2 separate regions of the Zea mays genome follow, and region 2 is linked to region 1. The links are chromatin contacts, called in public Hi-C maps. All regions are on one chromosome and are shown on one strand. Each heading gives the region's core, a stretch centred on a gene start, on an enhancer-like site or on the middle of the called end of the contact. The rest is flanking DNA. Distances are from core to core; before and after follow the strand shown. Region 1 holds the start of LOC103650558 (dihydrofolate synthetase). Region 2 holds the start of LOC100282943 (Chaperone protein dnaJ 15).

Evidence for each region. Hi-C and Micro-C count contacts between places; a contact is called where the count stands out from the background.
Region 2: a Hi-C map of endosperm shows a contact between it and region 1, with 3 times the contacts expected there. The contact joins the promoter of LOC100282943 here to the promoter of LOC103650558 in region 1. A contact is called at or near these places in 6 of 25 Hi-C or Micro-C datasets (bundle sheath, endosperm, leaf and 2 more).

What each region holds. Positions count from the first base shown.
Region 1 is chr3:130,817,001-130,822,573 of Zm-B73-REFERENCE-NAM-5.0, reverse strand. It overlaps LOC103650558 (dihydrofolate synthetase), which reads left to right and starts at 2,556. Exons shown (of 9, transcript XM_008676133.3): 1 at 2,556-3,058; 2 at 3,132-3,229; 3 at 3,783-3,933; 4 at 4,435-4,596; 5 at 5,298-5,489. The coding sequence starts at 2,792.
Region 2 is chr3:131,015,710-131,021,712 of Zm-B73-REFERENCE-NAM-5.0, reverse strand. It overlaps LOC100282943 (Chaperone protein dnaJ 15), which reads left to right and starts at 1,541. Exons shown (of 13, transcript NM_001155848.2): 1 at 1,541-1,668; 2 at 1,749-1,969; 3 at 2,093-2,237; 4 at 3,994-4,117. The coding sequence starts at 2,107.

The DNA.
Region 1 (5,573 bases), core at 1,307-3,806:
GTTTGAGCCTGAGTCAGTGGGTTTGTCACCTTTTGGCTCATCAACATAGAGGGTCTCCTCCTTGTCGTTGATCACCATCCCCTTGTCTTTATGATCCATCTCTTTGGGCGGTTAGTCCCTAAATGAAGAGTATGGCTCTGATACCAATTGAGAGCACATAGAAGGGGTGAATAGGTGATCATGTAAAAATCAAGTCTAAACAAACTTGATTTATAATAAATGTTAGTAAGATCAAATCCAAGGAGCAATAGATAGAGAGGAGAGAACTCTTCACTTGATTGTTCCCTTAGAATATATATTGAACTTAGGAATAATAGCGCAAGTGAATATATGAGAACTCTATGGAGGAAAACAATTACAGAGAAAGATGCGCAAGTGACACAGTGATTTTATCATGTGGTTCGGCCAATGCCTACTCCACGTTGTGGTGACCTCCTTCGGTCAAGGATTGCACTCAATTCCTCTCAAGTGATCCAACGATCAAACTTGACTACCACGGTTTTATTCCTTTTCTCAAGTGTCCCCTTTGTGAGGAATCTCAATGAGTTGGAGTCTCTCATCCTTACAAGATTAATCACAAGAACCACTAGAGTAAGGGAGGGAATAGAAACACAAGAACTAGAGTCGCAACAACAACACACAAGTCAAGAACTGAGCACACAAAACAACGCAGAGGAATAACGGCTCAAAGAAGTGCTCCAATCTCAAACGCAATGAACCGAATGCGTGCCTGCGGAGTCTATGCGTCGTAGGATGTTCATTGGAGGCTTGGTTGTTGCTCCATGTGCCTAGGGGTCCCTTTTATAGCCCTAAGGAAGCTAGAAGTCGTTTGAGCTCCATTTGGAAGGCACTAGTTGCCTTCTGTCCGTGGGCGCACCGGACAGTCCTGTGCACCACCAGGCAGTGAACAGTGTGTGATTTCTTTCCTTTTCTAGCGAAGCCGACCGTTGCCAGCCACGTGGCACACTGGACAGTCCGGTGTTGCCTCCTAACCGTTGGCTGAGCCACATGTCACCCGCTGATTGCGTGGTCGACCGTTGGCTTGTGGCATGGCTGGCACACCAGACAATCTGGTGCTCACTGGACAGTCCAGTGAATTATAGTTGTGGTGCCCTCATCATTTTCCTGAGAGCGGTCTGTTCGCCAGGGCGCCAGCCTGGGCACCAGACACTGTCCGGTGCACACCGAACAGTTCGGTGCACCGCAGGCTGGTGCAAGTTTGGCTGGACTTAGCCAAACTTCTCTAATCCGATTTCTCTCGATTTGACAAGGTTCCTAACACTTAGTAGAATAATATTAGTACTAAGAACAATTTACTAAGGCTAGAATCATACCTTGCTTTTCCATTTGCATCTCTTTGGCACTTAGCTTATATCAAACAAAACAATATGTGTTGACCATCTAATCACTAAAACATGTATAGAATGGCCCAAGGGCACATTTTCCTTTCAGCAAGTGCCAATATCAAATGTAGGAGAAGACTGCCAAGTGCTTGCATACCCCCTAGAGGAGCCATGGACTACCCTATTTATACGCCTAAGGGGAGCGCGTCCTTGTAGACGGGGCTGCCTTCTGCTGTGGTGAGTGTCTTCGTGTCCTATGGACAACATGGCCTTTGTACTTTGTTATTGACTTGAGCTTGCTTGTTTCCTGCTGTGAGCCGAGGCTGAGACCGAGGGCTCGGTCGCGTACCCGAGCCCCCTGGGAGAGGCTGCCATACCGTAGTGGTTGACACAGTGCTTAGCATGGGAAAAAGCTTCTTAAGGGACACATCAACTTCACTGTATCTGATGACGTTGGGGGTGTCCTTCGTCACAGATATCGATGTCAGAACCAGGCTCGGGCAAGGCAGAGGTCCGTCTGAGGTCGCGACCGAGCCCGTCCTGAGATTCGATGACACTTGCCACAGTTCGAAGGAGTGGCCCTTCGCAGGATTCGCAGGGGAGTAGGTAGCCGAGGCCGAGCTCGACGAGGCGGAGTTCTGTCTTGAGGGCGAGCTTTGCGTCGGGCGAGGCAGAATTTGCGCCCGAGGGCTAGTCCATATTACATGTCCCGTCAGGGGCTGGCAGACGACGTGCGTGTACAGCGGCGCATGCGTAATCATATTGGTGAATCTTTGACAAGACCGCGATCTTGTTACCACTGTACACCTGCAACCCTGTGCGGGGTAGGTGCACGCATTAAATACGGTTGTCCCCTAGTGACCTTCGAAAGGTTTGCCATGGGTCTTGTCCCTCTCGCCCGTGATGGGCTCGAGCGAGGTGGACATAGCTTCTAGGGGTAGGGGATCCTCGGTCGGGACCGAGATCTGCTCGTATTTACGGCCCGTCCGAGATCGGGCTTGGGTAAGGCGGAGTTTTGGGCAGATTCTCAGAGGGTGACTTCGGACGAGGCGGAGTTCTTGATTCTCGGTACTCGGGAGAGGTTTTAAGCGTGTTTTCAGGAGTGTAGTTTGGTACCCATCATCCCCGACAGAGGTATAATCATAATTGCTCTTAAGAAAAATCTTGCTCTAATTATGGCTATAAACTAAGTATCAAACACATGTCTAGTGTAACAGTGACTGAACCAGCTAACCAAACAGACCGCACTCTGCTCGCTCGGCGTTGTCTGATCTCTCCTCGCGCCCGTCCTCCGCTGCCCGACTCCGGCGTCCTCCCCACCGACCCATCCACAGCTCAAGCCAACATTCACCCGTATCCCGCGCGCGCTTGATTCGCCGCATCTGAGCGTCACGGCCGCGACTGCGCGCCCTGCGTCGCCTCCCGCCGCCGCCGCACGGCCGCGACGGATGCTCGGCCACCGCTTCCCCGCCGCGCTCGGCCTCCCGCGCGGTCTGCTGCTGGGGAGGAGCGTCACCCGCCGCAGTCTGTCCGCCATGGCCGGTGGCGAGGCGGAGGGCCCGCTCGGGGGTTTCTTCGATTACATGGAGCGGCTGCGCAACTACGAGCGCTCGGGCGTGCCGCGCGGCGCCGGCACCGACTCCGACGACGGATTCGACCTCGGGCGCATGCGCCGACTCCTTCGTCGGCTCGGCGATCCCCACACCGACTTCCCGGTGAGTTCTCCCTGATGGCATCTTGGGAGTTAGCTGTGAATGGAAATATGTAGCTGAATAGATGTGTGTGTAGGCTGTGCATATCGCCGGCACCAAGGGGAAAGGTTCTACTGCTGCATTGCTGTCCAATATCATGAGGGCGCAAGGCTACAATGTGGGAAGTTATTCTAGGTAATCTTAACTCGTCATCATCTTTGTCAGTCACGTGCAGTTGTTAGGCAGAAATTTTTGTGGTGCCGGTATGATAGGGGCCATGGATTCGAATGGATTCATCATTGGTTGCTCGAACAATTGCATAGAAAACATGGTTTTGGCCTTTAGGCTGTCAACCGGTATCAATTTTTAACGGAGGGTATCAAATTGGAATTGCAAAATGTATGAATAAGACAAATATCCTAAATGGGGCTGTAAATAATTCAATGTGGTATGCAGGAGGAAAATGCAGCCTGTTTTAAGTAGGTTTCATTGAATGAGGTTTATGTACCAAAAAAACTATCATTCTCCAGCCTCTGCCTTAGCGCTATCCTGTCAATAGCTTCTTTAGCTGGATCTTGTTTTGTATCAAATTATTTTGGAATACTGTCTTTCACTTTTCATGTTTAGATCTATGTCAAGGTATTGAAGTGTAAATGTGTAATCCTTTATTTTAGATGGTTTGTAATTTGTTCAGTTCCATTGTGTCTCACTGTTTTTTAACACCACTATAATTCTCTCTCCTATGCAGTCCACATCTTCTAACAATACGTGAACGGATTTCTGTTGGAAATGATGGAGGCCCTGTTCCAGTACGACTGTTGAGTGATCTTTTTGATGGGGCTAAGGAAGCTATTGATGAAGCAATAGAATTGGAAAATGGATCCCTAACGCATTTTGAGGTAGTTTGTTATTGTAAATATGCCCACCTGTTCTCTTATGAAGATTAGTTTTTGACTGTTTTGTGGACACATACAAATAATCATTGTAACTGATGGGAATTTTTTTCTTACATCCAAATACTATCGGGTTTGAAACTGTTCATGTTTTGTTTCTCATTTGATCATAGACATGACTTCCAGAGATTGTATGCATGCCTTTGTAGGTTTTTACTGCTCTCTCATTTCTTCTATTCTCACAAGAAAATGTTGACATTGCCATCATTGAAGTAAGTTACAGAACATCTGTTACTGCCCTTTATGACCTCTCAGATTTTGTGCTCATTGCTGTTAAATGTCAAGACTGAAATAGGAAGTAATGCAATCGATATCACTGATTTTAAAGAAGTCTTGAAAGCAAAGGGTCTTGCTTTTCAAAATTGAATTACATTCTCAACATCATCTGTTCAATTCAGTCGTAAAAATGATATCACCAGTTTTTGCTTTTATCTATTTATTTTCTAGGCAGGTCTTGGTGGAGCTAGGGATGCAACAAATGTTATTCGGAGTACTGAATTAGCAGCATCCGTCATAACAACAGTAGGGAGGGAACATCTGGTTGCATTGGGTGGCTCCCTGCAAAGCATAGCAATAGCAAAGTCTGGAATCATTAAACAAGGACAACCAGTATGCAATTCACTTATCATTTTCATTCTGTATTTCTGTAACTACCAGTGTCTAGTTGCTCCTGTTTATACCTTGATCTTAAAGCCAACTTGAATGTGTCTAGCACTTTTTTTGTACTTGTATTAAATGGGTGATATGACAAACCCTGCTCCTGACACCTGACTCGTTCCATTGTAGGAATCTTGTTCTCGTTTTGTTCAGTAACATGAGAAAGATGTTATCTTTTTTCTTGTTTCTTTCTAAAAGACTTGGTTCAGTTGTATTGTCCTTACATAAAATCTGCCACAGTATATGACAATTATGACTGGACATGCAGGCCCTTTCCTTATTCAGTTATTCTTGTTTATGTTTACCCAGACTGCTTGATTCTCAGACTTGTTTCTTAAAGCAACATTTTAACATTGAGTTGTGTCCTACACTACTACATAATGTATTACCTCAGGTATTGCATCATGTATGAGTGGTCCTGTCACACTGCATTGTATGCAAGGAGCAGCAGCATTAGAAACCCTCCCTCTTCCAATTTTCTCTAATTTAGCTTCGTAAATCCTTCTTATTGCACTAATCTTTCCTCCACTCATATATGAATTTCTTACCATAGCATAGATGGTCCAAACGAGGACAGTGGGATTATTTTCTTATTCCAGCTTAGTTTCAGATCTTGACAAGATGTAACCTGGATATCAAACATTTTTTGTCAGGTTGTGATTGGTGGACCATTTTCAGCAGTTATTGAGCAAATTATTCGTGACAGGGCATTCTTGACACAATCTCCTGTGATATCTGCTTGTGATCCTGGCATCAAGAGCTTTACGAAATGCATAGATTGGGATAATGGTAAGCCGTATCAACGCTGTTACTTCAGCATAAATATTTCAAATGATGTACCCTTGGTGAGTTACATTGGGAACCTCACCTACTTCATCTGAAATTGACAAGTTCGTATCTGTTTTTCAAATCCTCTGGCTGATCAGCGC
Region 2 (6,003 bases), core at 292-2,791, 200 kb before region 1:
TATTGGTGGCAGACTAAACATTTTTAGAAGCAAAGCATCATATATATACTCCAACAGTCCTTAAAAACTAAAAACTATAAAATCCCACTAGCCTTCGTTACCTCTCTCTTCTCGACGTCAAGACTTATGATCACCGAGGAGCTCCTTACGTCACGTCACTGAGACTAGCTCCAACAGCTCACGTCGGCTAGCCCCCTCTCTCGGGTTGTTCCTTACGAGGTGTAAATGAGGGGAGAAGGGGTCTAACGGTGCCCCCTCCTGCACCCTCTACGGGGAGAGAGAAGTATTCCACCCTGTGTAGGGGGAGTTCTAGTCTCCATCCATTTTGTTAATCAACGCTTTAATTACAAAATCAATCTATTTTTAGTATAATTACAAAATAATAATGTGTATTACAGTACTATTAATATGACAATATTTTTTAAAACTCCAAAAACTAATATATAAAAGGCAAATAGCTCATTTAAAAAGTAAAGGAGAGCTAAATAGAGGGAATAGTTGGAGAGAAAGAGAAATATAAGGAATAATTATTGAAAATGAGGTATTTAAATATAAATATAAAGTACGAATATGATAATTTAGGAGGGAGAATGGTTGAAGATAGCATGAGGAGGAGGCTGCTATGTCGTGTATGCGTCGAAGCCCCACCCAACAAGTGCGCGTGCGACAGAAAAAAAATCGCGGGAGCCTACTCGCATACGAGCGAGGCCGATTGTGGAGAAATAGCTTACACATAAATATGAGGGAGGTGAGGAGATAGATGCGGGATGCTAAGGGTCTGTTTGGTTCGTGGCTAACTATACCAAACTTTGTTTGAGGTTAATTGTCTGAGTTGAAGAACTAGAGGCTGTTTGGTTCTATACATGTGGTGCCAAAAATTGCCACACAATTTTATGCCACACTTGTCTAAGGTGCTTAAGGTTAGACGCTCAAATTCTGCCTCATATTTGTCTTGCCTAAGGAAATCTTGCCACATTTTACTAGTCATTGACTAGTGAGACCTACACTGCAGGAGAAAAATCTTGTCACAACTGTGGCTTCAAACCAAACACATGCCTAACTTGGTCAAACTTGCCTAACCTTAAGCGTGGCAAACTATGTCAAGTTAGACAGCAAACCAAACAGCCCCTAGCCTAAGCAGAAAAGTTATGCAAAATTTGGCAAGTTAGACAACGAACCAAACATGCCCTAATTCTTTCGATAGAGTATAAGGAAGCTGTTGGAGCGAGAAAAATCATTTTTCTAATATTTGCTCGAGTAGATTTACAATTTTTTTTCAAACAATACTCCACAAACAATACAATGCACAGTGCAAAAACAATGTTTAAGTGACCATATAAGTGAACTATTGTACATTGTACTTATATGGTCAGCCAAAACCATGTTTTGCGCTTTATATTGTATTGTTTATAGAGTATAGTTCGAATATAGATATATGTATGAGTAGCTGCTGGAGATATTTCCATGATATGTTTGGTATGATAAACTAAAATAGAGTGTTAGTTTATGTATTTAATACAGAAATTTGAAATTAGTGTCTAAAACCAAACGCTTTCTAAACCAAACACTCCTTGTCGGTCGCCGCTAGCTCCTCCAACCTCGTTGGCCGTTGCCGTCTCCGTCTCGCCCGCCCATCTACGCGGCGAGATCTGCTCGCGCCGCGCCGAGGTGAGCAAAAATTTCTCATCCCGAGTCCCGACCCAACTTGGCGAAAATTATAGAGACCTGCCACTCGTTCCCTTTCCCAGGCGCAGGCGCCTCTCCTTGCCAGGCGTGACACAGACGAACTGGTGCCGCCTCTGCTGGGGCTTGGTCCTCCCAGCCGAGCGCGCCTCATCCGGATCTTGCGACGACGGTGCCCAAGCTCCCGGCCTCCCTTTCGCATCCCTGCTGCGAGCCGTCGGTCTCCGGAAAGAGTTAGAGCCGTCGGTCTCCGTAAAGAATTGGAGCCGCCAGGCGCCTTGAGAAGGTAGATCCGCCGGCAGACGACCTGCTGGTCTAACCGTCGGGCGCCGTTACATGGTCCAACTACCGGCCGTTGGGATCGGATGCATTATTTTTTGAACCTTTTATTTGTTATTACATCTGTTAGGGTTTTGTCCCGGGATGTCGTCGTCGGGGAAGATGGAGGGGCCGTCTGCCCCGGTGGTGCGTCGGGATCCCTACGAGGTGCTCAGCGTTCCCAGAGATTCCTCCGACCAGGAGATCAAGTCCGCCTACCGGAAGCTCGCACTCAAGTACGGTTTCAATGACCCTTTTCGTTTGCTATGCTGCTTTGATTTGTGTGGTGGAAGAGTGTTTTGATTTGGGTAGCGTAAGAGAGGAAAACCCAGACGCTACTCCGTTAGTTTAACATAGGCCTGTTTGGCATAGCTCATAGAGCAGCTGCCAGGCTAAACCGAGGAGGAGCTCTGCCAAACTATACGTTAGCGAGAAGCGGGTTTTCTGTGAAGCGATTATTTCAAATAAAATGTTCCTGATTTGGTAGTTTATGAATTTGGTAACGGCCAACTAGGTGAGTCAATATGCTAGCTAATGTGCTGCAATTTTTCAGTGCTTAATTATTTCTAATACTTTGCCCAGATCTTAGCAATGATGAAATGGCGAATACTCATGATCAGTGTCTTATTATTAATAACACATTGTCCAGCTCTCAGCAAAGTTGAACTGACGAATACTCATGCGAGGTGCACTCAATGACGAATTTAGTTCCCACATCTGCTTCTTGATGAGAAAGCAGCAAAAAACCTATCAGTGATAATTTTTTCAAGCGAATGCAGAGAACATTTTTCAGGCTCCAGATGGATATCAGTTCCTATATTGGCAAAAGATATTTGTTTAATTTTTTGTTTATTCAAGTTGAAAACTGCCATTGCTTTCGATCCAACCGTGTTTGCCTGAGCAATAATTAACGGAATAATATTATTCCTCAAAAAAAAGCATGTACTAGTTTAGTTGCTAGTCATTCTAGAATATACAATATGAGAAGAATTGCAAGAAGTGTTGCTGCCCCACACAGTGCAACAGGAATCAATGTGACTATCTCGTCTATCCAAGCTCCTAATAAACCTTAGTAATAGCTATTTACTTGCTGTTCAGACCATGCTGAGAGTGTATGGTAATGGCTGTTGTAACTGATGTTTTTTTGTTAAATTTTGGATCTATATATGTATATTCATTTACATTCCATACAGTAGCAATCATTCCATAAACTACAAAGCATCAAGAAAAAATTATAGGTAGCAGCAGTAAATGGCCACGTGCGGCTTCTGTTGGGTTTCAAGTTTCAACTCTACCCTACCCAACTTGCTTGGGAGTTAGGACTAAAAGGCTTTTGTTGATGCTGTTGTTGCAGCAGTAAATGGACTAATATGTTCAGATCAACATAGTAGAAATCAATTTAGAATCAAAGCCAGTCAACCAAATTGACTAAATCATCAAGCACATTTCTTCTGCGTCACAGTCGCTCCCACACCACTGTGTGCACTTTGCGCCCCTTCACATGAGAGGAGAGTATCTAACCACTAACTGGATGGAACACAAGTATCTAACCACTTTGTTCTTGTGGTGAAACACCAATGGGATGGAGTGAACACAAATATCTAACTACTTAAACCTTTTGAATGCTTGGTGTCCTGTGAACACAAATATCTAGCTTATTCTAGCGGCTAATATAAGCCCATCCAAACAGGCCCATAATCTGTTATGAAGTACATGTGTGAGCAGACCTGTTTGTAGAACATTGCCCTCTCATATATGTTTTGCAATTGCTGGCAAGATTTTTTGTTACTGTCCTTTTGTGGTGATATGATTATTCATTCAGTAATGAGGTAATTCCATGGTCTTAAAACATCAGATACTGTCACTCCATTGCATCCAGCTTATTGGGGAATTATTTCTGCTACTTGCATAGTCCTTGATATGCCTTCACCATGTAACATTGTTGGAACCCTACCCTTTTCTGTACATCACAATTCTTATCTTTGTTGACAGGTACCACCCTGACAAGAATGCTAGCAACCCAGAAGCATCGGAACTCTTCAAAGAAGTTGCATATTCTTATAGCATCTTGTCAGATCCTGAGAAAAGAAGGCAGTATGATACTGCTGGTTTTGAGGTGCTGTTCTATCTTTGTTGAATCTACCATAGTACCATACAATGCTGCACTTATTTTATTATCTGTCTATTTGTTTTCCGTATAAAGCTTTTGTATTCTCACATTTTTATATCTGTCTGATCAAAGTTGCTGGATGCTATACCCCCTGTTTTGTCTGTTTTAACCCCAGATGTGTCAAAATGGTTGAGCTTTACTTAGTCAGCATTGTTTTTAGATAGACCCCAGCATCCTTGGGTATCCGAACTCTTCAAGCATGTTTTCTTAGGAGAAAGATCTATTTTGTTTCAAATTATGAATTTCTTAGGTCCACCAATGATTCCTTGTGTTAATTATTTACTTTTGTTGTCTCTTCATATGACGAAATGTTAACACATGTGTTGGGGACTTGTTCTCAAATGCTATGAATTAAGAACAAGGCAACATAAAATGTTAAATGTTAATGTCCTTCGTCCGCTGAAGCATTATTTCCTCAAGGATTTAATGAACTTCGGACGAAGGTTAAAATGACACAATTACGAAGGTTGTATCTTCGTAACTGAACTCTCAGAGATTATATAAAATAATGCGAGATGTAAAGCATTAAAGACAAGTAAATTATGAGTAAACAACACTATTTACCTATTACATAAATTTGATGTATTCAAACATAATAATTAGATACATTTATACCTCTGCCTTGACAAAGGACAATTTCCGAGTGGTGCGATTGCAATTACAAGAATGCCTGAACAGTAAAGGAATACTGTTCACTATTTATAGACACAGGACACAACCTGTGAGCAATTACAATCATACCCCTCATAAAAGTTTACAACAACGACTCAAACTCTTATGGACTAAAAAGTCATTCTATCTTTAAGTCGGTTTGTAATTCCGAAGCCTCATGAACGGCACCCTTCGGCATCACGTACAGACAGCTTCAGCCGAAGCTGTTTCTTCCTGCAGGACCTTCGGCGACGAAGCATGGTCCCAACAACAGGCCATAGGGAGATAGAGATGTTTTCCATGTAGGTGTTTTTACTATATCGGTAATGGGAAATGTTAGCACCAGTTTATGGCAATTGAACTTTGGCTCTAATAAGTCCACCTTTCATTGGATTATAAAATTCCACATTCACTTGAGGCTTAGGAATAGTGCAAGTCAGAAATAAAGCCTAGTTGACATCAGTCACCAATTGTCATATGTGTATCTGTTTGTGGGTAAATCTGGTAAAGAAAGCTCTGTTGCTACTCTTGTATATCTCACCAAGGTGAAGATAAGTGGGGTAAATCGAGCAACAAAAGAGGCACCAGGGGTGCCCACCGTGTGCCATTTGTTAGATGAAAAGGAGATGGGGATGGGACAAGGTGAAGGGCTAAGAAATATGACATGCAGACTGAAGATCAATGGTGTGTGGAGTGAGGAGGGCAAATAGGTAGTGGTTGTACCATGGGCTTGAATTTCACATGCAACAACAACAATGCCTTTTAGTCCAAGCAAGTTGGGGTAGGCTAGAGTTGAAACCGAACATAAGCCATAAGTTAAGGTTTAGGCACGTGGATAGTTGTTCTCCATGCACTCCTATTCAAGGCTAAATGTTTGGGTATATTCTATACCGTCAAGCCTTCTTTTACTGCCTCTTTCCATGTACACTTCGGTGTTCCGCTACCTCTCTTCGCATTACCTTATGATCCCACTACGCATTGGTGTCTCTGGAGGTTTTTGTTGTACATGTCCAAACCATCTGAATTGATGTTGGACAAGCTTTTCTTCAATTGGTGCTATCCTTAGCCTATCCTCTAGCCTATCACATATATCATTATTCCGGACTCGATCCTTTCTTGTATGGCCACAAATTCAAGGCTAAATATTTGGGTATATTCTATCCTTTCAAGCCTTCTTTTAT